Regions from separate parts of the Zea mays genome. Here region 1 is linked to region 2. Evidence: chromatin contacts called from public Hi-C data. All regions are on one chromosome and are shown on one strand. The core of a region is the stretch at or near the end of the contact, and the rest is flanking DNA. Distances in the headings are between cores, read along the strand shown. Region 1 holds the start of LOC100193300. Region 2 has its middle 20 kb from the start of LOC103646158.

Region 1 (5,093 bases), core at 870-3,369, 34 kb after region 2:
GGATGAAGATGAGAGAAAGAAAAAGAGGGATGTGCATGAGAATGCAAATGTGCTGAAAAGACTTGGTTGAGCAGGAGGGTGGATATTCAAAGTGCAGACATTCCTCACTGCGTTGTGAACTCACTAATAAACTATGACCTGTGAACTCAGTCATGTCTGCCTCTAATGTGAGCTGTGAACTCACTAGTATGAGATGTGAACCTCTAGTTTGGAAAAAAAATGTGGCTCTCAATTTGCAAAGATGGTCCTGTGCAATTTTCACATTACATCAGCAGTGGTGCTCAATTTTCAAAGGTTACGCTGTCCCATACTACTAGTGATGTAACTCCCAGAAAAGCAGCATTGATTGAACAGCAGATCACAGAACATGTAGGGATCAGATCGGTGGTGGAAAGAGTGCCTCAAAATAATAGCACAGTCCAGTTCAATATGATGATTTTCTGAGTTTCATTTTTTACATGGGTTAAGTCAGTTAAACATTTTCTTTGCCGCTGTCAAATTCTTTTGAATTCTCAAGATTATACTCCAAAATTCTTTTCAATACAATGTCGCACAATACTCATTACTTTGCCAGCATTGCATTCTCGAGAATACACTGTCGATACTACATTCTCAAACAATCAATTACGTTGTCAACCATGGGATCTAAAATTGAGGTACATTATTGCATTCACTCCGTCTGGACTCTGGAGTCACATGACTCTGAAGATGCCCCTTACAGGTAGCATCAAGCACCCAAACAGCACCCTGTATTGCAAGTTTCAACTAGGAACCTCATCCAGCACCAGCACGCCCTTGCTCTGAAATCGATTTTTGCACAACTAGAATCTCACAATGTAGCTCAGAAGAAGACCGCGCTGGATGCAGAGGTACTCCTGTTTCTGTAGAAGAAAATACAAGCAGAAACAACAGGAGGTACTTGCACCGGGTCTCGTCGACAAACAGCCTATTTGCCAGCTGACAGAGACGCCGGCGGCGAGCGGTACCAGAGAGAGAGGCGGAGATGATGGTAGCTTAGCAACACCTACAAGATGCGGTGACGTCGCTGGCGAGCAGAAGCAGAGTCGCGGGCGAAGGGGGTAGGGATGGCATCTGGTACATTTTACCCGCGTGCCCGCGCGTAAAAGCCCTATAGGATGCGGGTTTGGGTGTGAGTTTGTACCCGTGTGTACGGAAACGGGTTTGATTCTCAACCCGACGGGTTTTTTCTCGTGGGTATGAAAATGTTGTACCAGTGTCCGCAAACCCACATACCCGCGTGTGTGTCTGTGTAGACTGTAGAGCACATGCATCTCAATTTAGTGCCACCCCGAAAGCTTTGAATGAACAGAGTCAATCAAATGATATAAAAAAAGACTACAGGCGCTAGGGAACTCGTAAAACTTTTGGCTAAGATCGATACATGTTTTTATCAGTTTAATAAATATTTATTATATGACTGTGCCTGCGGATGTCATAAACCCGCGGGTAGCGGGTTTGGGTAACGTACGCTACCCGTCGCGGGTAGCGGGTGCGGGTTTAACATTAATCTTACGGGTATAGGTTTGTAATCTCTGTACCCGCGGGTTTTAAACCCGTTGCCATCCTAGAATGGGCAGCTTTTTTTCTAAACAGCTTTTTTGAAAATCTGTTGTGACAAGATTACTGTGGAGAATCTAAATATTATGATCATTACGTGCGGAAAAAATGAATGAGTCCTTAGAGTTTAGGATCTTAAAAGTGATGAATTTTTGCTATTACAATAGATCGTCCGATTCTATGTTCACGTTCGTTTTAGACTTTTAATAAAACGATTCTTATAAAAATAAATTGAAAAGTTAGACGTAACTGATAATAGAAGCTGAAAAAGAACTGAAAGAAACAAACTCAAAAAATGAGAACAGATAGGATCCTGGTGGATACAAGATCCAGAACGAGAGCCCGTAACCCGCGGGTGAAAAAGTACATCCTCAGTTCCCCACCCGCCGCACACAGACCGCCCCACCGGGTCTAACCCGAGAAACCCGCGGCCAGCCCCCGCAGGCCCGGACCCTGGCCCCCGGCCCTGTTGTCATCCTCCTGCGGCTCCCGCATCTCTAGCTCTCACGTGCGCACCGCCTGCTCGACGCAATTCCCCACTCGCCCACCAACCTTCCCGTCCCCGATGGCGATCATGGCGGCCACCGCCACTGCCGTGGCTTCCCCCTCCAGCTCCACCTCGCCAGGTCCCCTCCAACCCAGCCCCCGCTTCCTCCCTCCCGTCTCCACGCCCGCTCGCTGCCATCTCCTCCCCAAGCCGCGGCGGTGGTGCGCGCGCCTCCACATCGAGCGTCGGGTGGCCGTCGGCAGCGACGTGTCTTCGTCCCATGACGTGGCTGCCGAGGAGGCCGCTGCTGCGCCCAAGGTCGGGAAGCGCGTGCGCGTCACGGTGCCCGTCCGCGTCCACCACGTTGCCAAGGCGCCCGGCCTGGACCTGCGCGGCATGGAGGGCGTCGTCAAGCAGTACATCGGCGTTTGGAAGGGGAAGCGCATCACGGCCAATCTCCCATTCAAGGTAGAGTTCGAGCTCAAGCTGGACGGCCAGGACAAGCCGGTCCGGTTCATCACCCACCTCCGCGAGCAAGAGTTCGAGATCCTCGGGGAGGAATAGAGCTCTGGACTAGAGAATAACGCGCTCTCATCGGCGGCTGTGGCATCTGTATACTATTGTGTCTGCGCTAAAGAAGAACGTGGTCGAGGGTGCGGGGAGAATAGGAGATTGCAACTTTGCTAGTAAGTTCCTGTTTGTTTGCTTATTTGCGGTGCGCTTCTCCCCTCTCCACCCTTTAACATTGAAATTTTCATATGTGAGGATTGAGGAATTGTTCGATTGTTGATACTTATGATCCAAAGTAATTAAACTGAGGAATCTGTTCAGCATCACGTTCTGTTGATGTTCAAGACAAAATGTTACCTCTAGGAGTGAGCGATGCCGTGACATATGATGGAATGTATTGTAGTTAAGTTTGTTTGCCACTTGGATGATAAGAACTAGTTTGATCCTGGCTCAAACAGGAGGCATGTTGGCTGATTTTTCCAATTAAAATAAGAAGCCAATATATCTGTTGATAGCCATGCAAAATGAATAAAAATATGAGCATAGCTATTCTGTTATGAAATTCAGTCGCATCACTTTGTAATAAATCTACTCTTCAGATGTTTCTTGTTTTCCTTCATTACTTCTATAGCATTGGTCGTGAGTATTCTTTCGAGATCTACAACAACAGAAAGCAAGGGCAAAGATGCCAGCCCTGGCTTTCTCAGAACAGGCACTCCTCAAACTCATTTGCAGTGAATTTGACCAATATAAACTAGGCTGACCACTTAGGGGTCAAGACTAACTTGAATTTCTGATTCTTTGAGTTTAACCTGAGTATGCTCTGATTATATGATGCAATTTGTGAATCACACCTAACTTAAATTCTGCAGCAATATTCCTGATAACATTTCTTACTCTCCTAGAGACTTTATTACTGCGCGTTGGATATTTTGTCTTCTTTTTTTAGCTTTCATGCATTCTATTCTTGTTTCTTGATGTGGGGTTGCACAGCCTAAAAAGACTCCCCTTTGGTTTTGACAAAAGTTCCAATCTTGTCATATGATATTCTTTTACAGGGAATGTATGTATTTAGAGTTGAATTATCAGTGGCCTGTTCTAATGATGATTTCACCATTACAAGTTTTGCATCAATCCTTCTGTTCTAGTGATGATCTAATGATTAATGTTCCAGTGCATTTGTTTGTGTGCTGCATGCAATTTCTAAATCTCACAATGTGAGTTTTCTTAACAAAATGACCGTTTCTATTATTTTACGTTGCTTATGTGCCAACACATTCATTTTACAGAAAATGCACAAGCGGTCATCTTCTGACCAAGCACTCATCTACTCGTATATGCAAAATACATGGTTATATTCATATGCATACGCTCACATGTGTGTCTACAGATCTTTTCTATCACACTATTAATTAAAATTTATGAAATCTTAATTTACCATGAATAAATAGTATCAGAAGGAGCAAATTGAGATATTTTCTCAATGGACAATGGGTAATAACTTGAAGAAACAGCTGTCCATTATGCTTGATGTTTCCACTAATAGACCGAAAATGTTATTAGGGCTAGTTTGGGAATCTCATTTTTCCAACGGATTTAATTAGTTCATTTTCCCTTGGGAAAATGAAAATCCCTTGGAAAAATGGAGTTCCCAAACTAGTCCTTATATGGTTATTGGACTTCTCTGCCAAGTATTCTTGTGTGCTGTTTGATTTGTTGAAAGCATAATTGACAAGTTAGAACTTAGAACAATCAATGAATGATCTTTTGGGCTGCCACATAATGTTTCCTTCAATCTAGTTACCACTCGTTCAGTTATGTTATGAGTGACTCAGATGGGTGTTGAAGGATATTTGTTCAATTCAACCTATGTTTATGTCTTCGTATTGGACAAAATGTCTGCAGACAGCTCGCTGGTGGGCACAGGTGTTTGGATTTCAAAGCGTCAACAAATGGGAATAAGTTCTGATCAGCTTCTGCTGCTTTCAGAGCCATCATTCCTGCACAATTGGCAAATGGTACTTGGACAGTTGAAAATCCCAAAAACATCACTAATCCTTTCATTGAGGGCTGGCGGAATTCTATGGCTGATATGGAGGACATATATAGTTCTCTATCATTGAGGGATGTCAAAATGAAGATGGTGATATGAGTGAAACAAATTATTCAACAATTTAGAGCTACAACGGCCTAAGAACATTCTCTGTTAGAGCTACTGGTACTTCACAAAGCTTTTCTTTATATAAGAGACACGATTTATTACCTACCACTTCAGGAGCAGGGGAGACCCAATGTCAAAGGCTCACACATGAGTAGGGTTTGAGAGGGATAAATCGTGGTAAATCTTCCACCACAAATACAGAGTGGCCGAGAGGCTACTTCGAACCTGTGACCTAGTGGCTTAGTTATATAGCTCACGCCACGGCACGAGGCACTTAGTTCTATAGCTCTCCCCACTGCACCATACACAGTGAATCAGTGATATAACCCTCGCACCATGTCTGTTCTTCTATTATCT
Region 2 (5,277 bases), core at 2,570-5,069:
CCCCAAAACTTACCAATGGAGGAAAAGGCAGAGCGCTACCCACCCACAGTTATGCCAGCAGCGACGCCCAATCCCCCACGACCTCGCCGACTTCCTTGTTCGCCCTAGCGGCTATGGCGAATGGGGGCGGAAGCCACTTGGGGAAGCGACAACGACAAGCAGTGGGCGGCAGGAGCGAGCCCACCGAACAGCGCGGGAACGGACGGGAACGGGAGACGTCGGGGGGGGGGGGGGGGAGCGGTAGGAGGTGGGGCAGAGCGCAGACGGGGAGAAGCACGGGTGAGAGTCTGGGGGACCGAACCTCGACGGAGCGCGGGTGCTTTCGCTACGGCGCCGGCGTCGCTGAGCTCGTCGATGGCGTCGCCATGGTTTCGCCTTGGTCTCGCTCCGATTGCACACGTTACCTCTTGTTTTCATCAGTGGGGCTATTTCCAGGAGTGTTTGTAAGTCTGCAGGAACATTTGTTTGTTGTACCTGCTCATTTCTCTCATGACAGCAGAAATTCGCCATCGGGCCTTTTACTGTTAGCGTCGAGAAAGGTTGCTGTATCGTCTACCTCGCATGCATTGGAATGACCACGTTAATAGTCGATGTGACTCCATAGTCGGGGGACGATGATTGATTGAGCAGTTGTCGACTGCTCTGCTCACGGACGGGTGGCGACAAAACTGCAGAGGTGAGGAGGGCGGCAGGATCCTAGGCTAGCTCTGCTGTGCTCTGATCAGGTCATGCATAGATAGATAGAGGTGGACTCTATAGTTGTAGCAGCCGGATCAGAGACGTGCTGTCGGCCAAAGTCCACAGGTTCCGGTCGCGATTCGTGGATGTTGGCAGGTAGGTGAGGAGCAGCGGCAGCGGCGCGGACCCAGCCGCCCAAGTGAAGTGACACCACTCCACCACTCCTGCTGTCCTGCACGGCTGCACTCCACTGGCCAAGCGCATGCAGCAGGGGGGGAAAAATACTTCTCCATGCCATGGGCCTTTACTTCTTTCTGCATGGAATTGGTGAGAGGCCGTCTTTCGTATTGCATCGTGGGCTCGGAGCCCATGGAACTAGTAGCTAGCCTCCCTCAAGTCAAGAATGCTGCTCGGAAAGCTCGTCATGAGATGTCGCGTTTCCTTACCATTTTTGTGTGATCGCGCAATTACTATTGACCAATCGTACACGTGCCCTCGAAGCAAAGTCAAGGTCCATGAGATATGGCGACGCTGATCTTATATATTTTCTGTTTCTGCCTGGGTACCAAAGGCATCGATATCTATCCTAGATCATCTACTATCTCTCTCTCTCTCTCTAAAATGATGAATAGTTCATCGTCTGCTTTTAATTAATCATCAGCTAAAAGCCCAGGACAAACAAGGGCGACCAGTTCCTGTTTTATCTGCCTGAAGCTTCATCGGAGCTGCTGATTAGCTGCCGGCCGGGTTTTTCTGCAGGTAGTAGTGGCGTGGCGACCAAACAAACCCGAGTGTCGTCTCTTTTTCTTTGGCCTGGACCTGCATGGAGCTTGAAGAAGATATTTCCCTGATAAGCACACTTTAATTAGAAGAACAAACTAAGAGTCTTGCTTGCAAAGAAGCGTCATTCTCTATCTATTAAGTAGTTCATCAGTCTTTCTGCATCCGCTTGAATTGCTAGTGTGTGTGGGGTTAGGTATAATATAGTACTATGTGACAAGGGCGCGTTCAGGTCTTAACTCTCCTGCTAATATAAGATTTGTAACTCGTGACAGCTGTTTCGGACGACAGTGCGCGCTGCTGCCGTGCAGATATTTTCTGCTAGCGTGCCAGTTTGGACCAGGGACGGTTCCATATAGGAGTATTTCTCTAGCTCTGTTGAGGACTGACGAGTAATCGTTATGAGATAGTAACATATGGCTCATATATATATATACAAATCATTTTTGGATTAAGATACTGGCCGATTCATCATAAAGATAAAGGTGTTGCTCGTAGATATACTCTACGGTGATATATAATATGAGGTGTGTTAGGATTTAGTGGACGTACGCCGGCCGCCCTACTCCTCTTGCTATCTTTTGTACGGTACGTCCGATGACCTAGCTGGTGTCGTTTCGATGCATGACAGCGGTCATTTTACAAGAAATTTTGATTGCCTTGTATTCATTCATTCATTCACCCCTATAGTCGTCTCTATATATGTATCGGTTCTTGATCAATATATGTGATTCATATATAAACTGAAGAACACATGCACTTGATTGAGATATCTCTCATCCCCCAATCGATTTGCACTGCTAAAAGTTAAATGAGAAGTCAAAGCCTAGACGCAAAAGGTCGTTTGTTCGAACTTGTCAGCTGCATATGAATATATATGATATGATCGTGCGCGCGGCAACTATATATACGTCAAAGCTGTTGTCAATCAATAACAAGAAAAGGACATGCAAGCGCCAAGTCGTTACCGCAAACCTCCAGTCGAACTTCAATTAAAAACCATGTGAGACTGATTATCAAGATTGTCGTTTTACTGTCTCTACATGCAGGCACTAATAACCGTGTGCGGACATCATCCTGCCACCCCCCTCTAAGCAGTAACGACGGCTACCGGCGGCAAAGACACGCACGCAAATAAGCTAGCTAATTACTGTGATTATATATTACTTAAGAACTCACTTGACAAAGATCGACGCATAGTTTAAAGGTCGCTTGTGCTAATCCACTTCTTCGTCCGACTATTCAACCGCGAGTATATATATGTATCGTTTTTATTTCTCGATGATTCCAAATACGAATTGTATATGGGGTCTCGAACCCTAGCCAGCTAGCTGCTAGCTAGATTCTACCGGCTCCAGCTACGACTATACATATACGTATACGAGGCCTAGAGCCCTAGACCATGGTTAATTATTAGAGCTGGGACGTATAAAAACACATACGCTACGCAGTTATATCATTAATTAACCGCCATGACATTAACATTTTATTGGGCGTAGATCTATCAAGTACCGCGCGTGATGCTCTCTTATACTAAACTACTACGGTGTTTACGCTTTTTATTTTATAATCGAATTGTTCCTTTCGTTTTGGCCGGGTTGCTTTCGTCGTCCCGCCAATCCAGTTTTTTTGATGGTCCCGTTCCGATCCGTTCGCAATCATGTTTCGAAAATAAAAGTAAAAAATGAAACCCCGGAAGAGGGTTATGCCGACCGATCTCGTTCGTTGTTGTCATCTCTGCTCTCTATCTATATTTCGTAGCACTAATCATTTTTTTAACATTTGACTACGTAGTTGAGGGATATTAGGTAAGCATCATCAATAACACGGAGGTAGACGTATATGCATGGATGTCTATCGGCACTGCACACCTTTTGGTCACCATCGCGCGCACAGGTAGAGTTAGATTTTGACAGATCAATATACTATTGTTATATACAGTCACAAGCCGACCACTTACACCGTCAAACTTGGCTTTGTCCGACCGAACTGCGTAAAATCGACACGCAAGCTTTAGGACGGTGGGTAGCTACGATCGTCCGGCGCAAGTGGCGCCACGTTTCGACGCGCACTTGGGCCGATGATTCCCCCATCGATACCGCCTTTGCAGCCGGTGGCGGCAGTCGTGCGGGGTGGCAGACGTGCATCGGCCAGAAGGACAAAAGTCTCCGCGATTCGCATGCATGGTCAGCGGGCTGGCCGGTTGGGTTGGGTTGGGTGCCGCCGCGGCACGCACAAAACAAACCGTGTCCGGGTCAAACCCACGCCACCGGCCGGCGGGCGGCCGGGGTGGGTGGGTGGGCGGCTGCGGCCTCCGGGCGCACACCGTCCGTCACGTACGGCGGTCGTGCGTGGCCGCGAGCCGGCGGCCGGTTCGATGGCGGGGCCCTCGTGACCTCGTCCCGTCCGCGCCGCGGGCATATATACAGTAGCTAAGCTAAGCAGTAGATTTTCGTTGGACGTGCTACCTACGCAACGCGTTCGCGGGGGCGAGGCGTGGACTTCTTTTTTTCGTTGGTGCCGAAAGCGGGCCGATGCCACGCGAGCTAGAGCAGGCGGCGGCAGGGGTTGGTACGTCCTCCCAGCACGCGTGCCCCCCGATCCCAATATGCGCCCAAAAAGAGAGCGCCAATCCGCTGCCCACGCCGCTTCGATCTCTTCCTTTTTGTCATATTTTCCGGAAGAATCTGGCGCCGAGACATGGCTTGGACATGATTGTATGCAATCAGACCATATTCGTGCTCAGCCACTAACCTAAACTGAGCAGAGGAGAGCTAGCTCACTGAACAAGGCATTAGCGTTAATACTACCATTACATACTTGCATCCACCACACCGGCGGGTACCAATGAAAATACAACGGCACAGAAATAATATAAAACTGCCTCTGCTGATGAAGCGCAACGACATGCATGCACGCTTACTCCACACAGTTTTAGGTTACCATGCCGATCCCCAGGACAGATCACGTGGAGAGAGAGAGAGAGCGGGGGGCCTAAACTGAGCAGGACACACACACTGCCCTTATTACAACAACAAAAGCAGATGAGCTTTAGGTTTGCCATGCTAGTTTATTCAGCAAACGTACGCCCCCGCCCACCACTAGCCTAACTAATTCGGAGGGATAAGCTATAATACGGTTCTAATAACAAGGAGATATGGCCTAGTTAATTCCTTCTCCTCCTGCCGCTTCGTACGAACGATCGAGCCAATGGGCCGGGGGAACCACGCACGCATGGACAAAATCCCATTGGACACCTTCTGGCGTGCGATTAAGAAACCTAATCTTTCCATAAAAAGCAATTAACAAAGCTAAGCACTTCCATAGCTTCTCCTACCTACTGCATAATGAGGGGGGGAGCCACAGTCTGCTAGTCCTCGTCATTATTTGCGCTAGCTACCTGGAGGACAGTTATTGACATGTGAAGACGAGGCGGGGGAGAGAAGATCGCTAGCTTCCAACTATATACTCCTATGCGTTAGCCATTAGGTCTATATAATACTCCTTCCGTCCCAACATATAAGTTTTTTTAAAAGTTTGACCAAATTTATACAACGAAGTAATAACATTTACGATATCAAATATATGCTATTAGATTCTCTATTAAATATATTTTCATACTATATCTATTCCATGTCATTAATCTTTATGATTTGCGCTATACTTTTTTGTCAAACTTTAAAAACTTTGGCTCTAAAAAAATCTTGAAATGACATATATTTTGGAACGGGTCGAGTATGACATATATTTTCATACTACTTCTATTGTTAGAGATGTCTTGTTAGGGTTTGTTTGTATTGCTAAGGCTAGTCTAGTTGA

The links. Hi-C and Micro-C count contacts between places; a contact is called where the count stands out from the background.
Region 1: a contact with region 2 is called in a Hi-C map of bundle sheath, with 2.2 times the contacts expected there. The contact joins the promoter of LOC100193300 here to the enhancer-like site in region 2. A contact is called at or near these places in 13 of 25 Hi-C or Micro-C datasets (bundle sheath, ear, endosperm and 5 more) and 1 of 3 datasets of contacts at active chromatin or transcription factors (leaf).

Annotation. Positions count from the first base shown.
Region 1 is chr2:25,206,328-25,211,420 of Zm-B73-REFERENCE-NAM-5.0, forward strand. LOC100193300 reads left to right here and starts at 2,120. Exons shown (of 4, transcript NR_159664.1): 1 at 2,120-2,751; 2 at 4,481-4,793.
Region 2 is chr2:25,170,337-25,175,613 of Zm-B73-REFERENCE-NAM-5.0, forward strand. No RefSeq gene overlaps it. Among protein-coding and RNA genes, the nearest start is that of LOC103646158, 20 kb to the left of the region's middle. Within about 2 kb of position 3,820, at least 17 of the 20 cell types and tissues checked have an H3K27ac peak or open chromatin away from gene starts, as enhancers often do. A contact at or near this core is called in bundle sheath, ear, endosperm and 4 more, where this site is marked.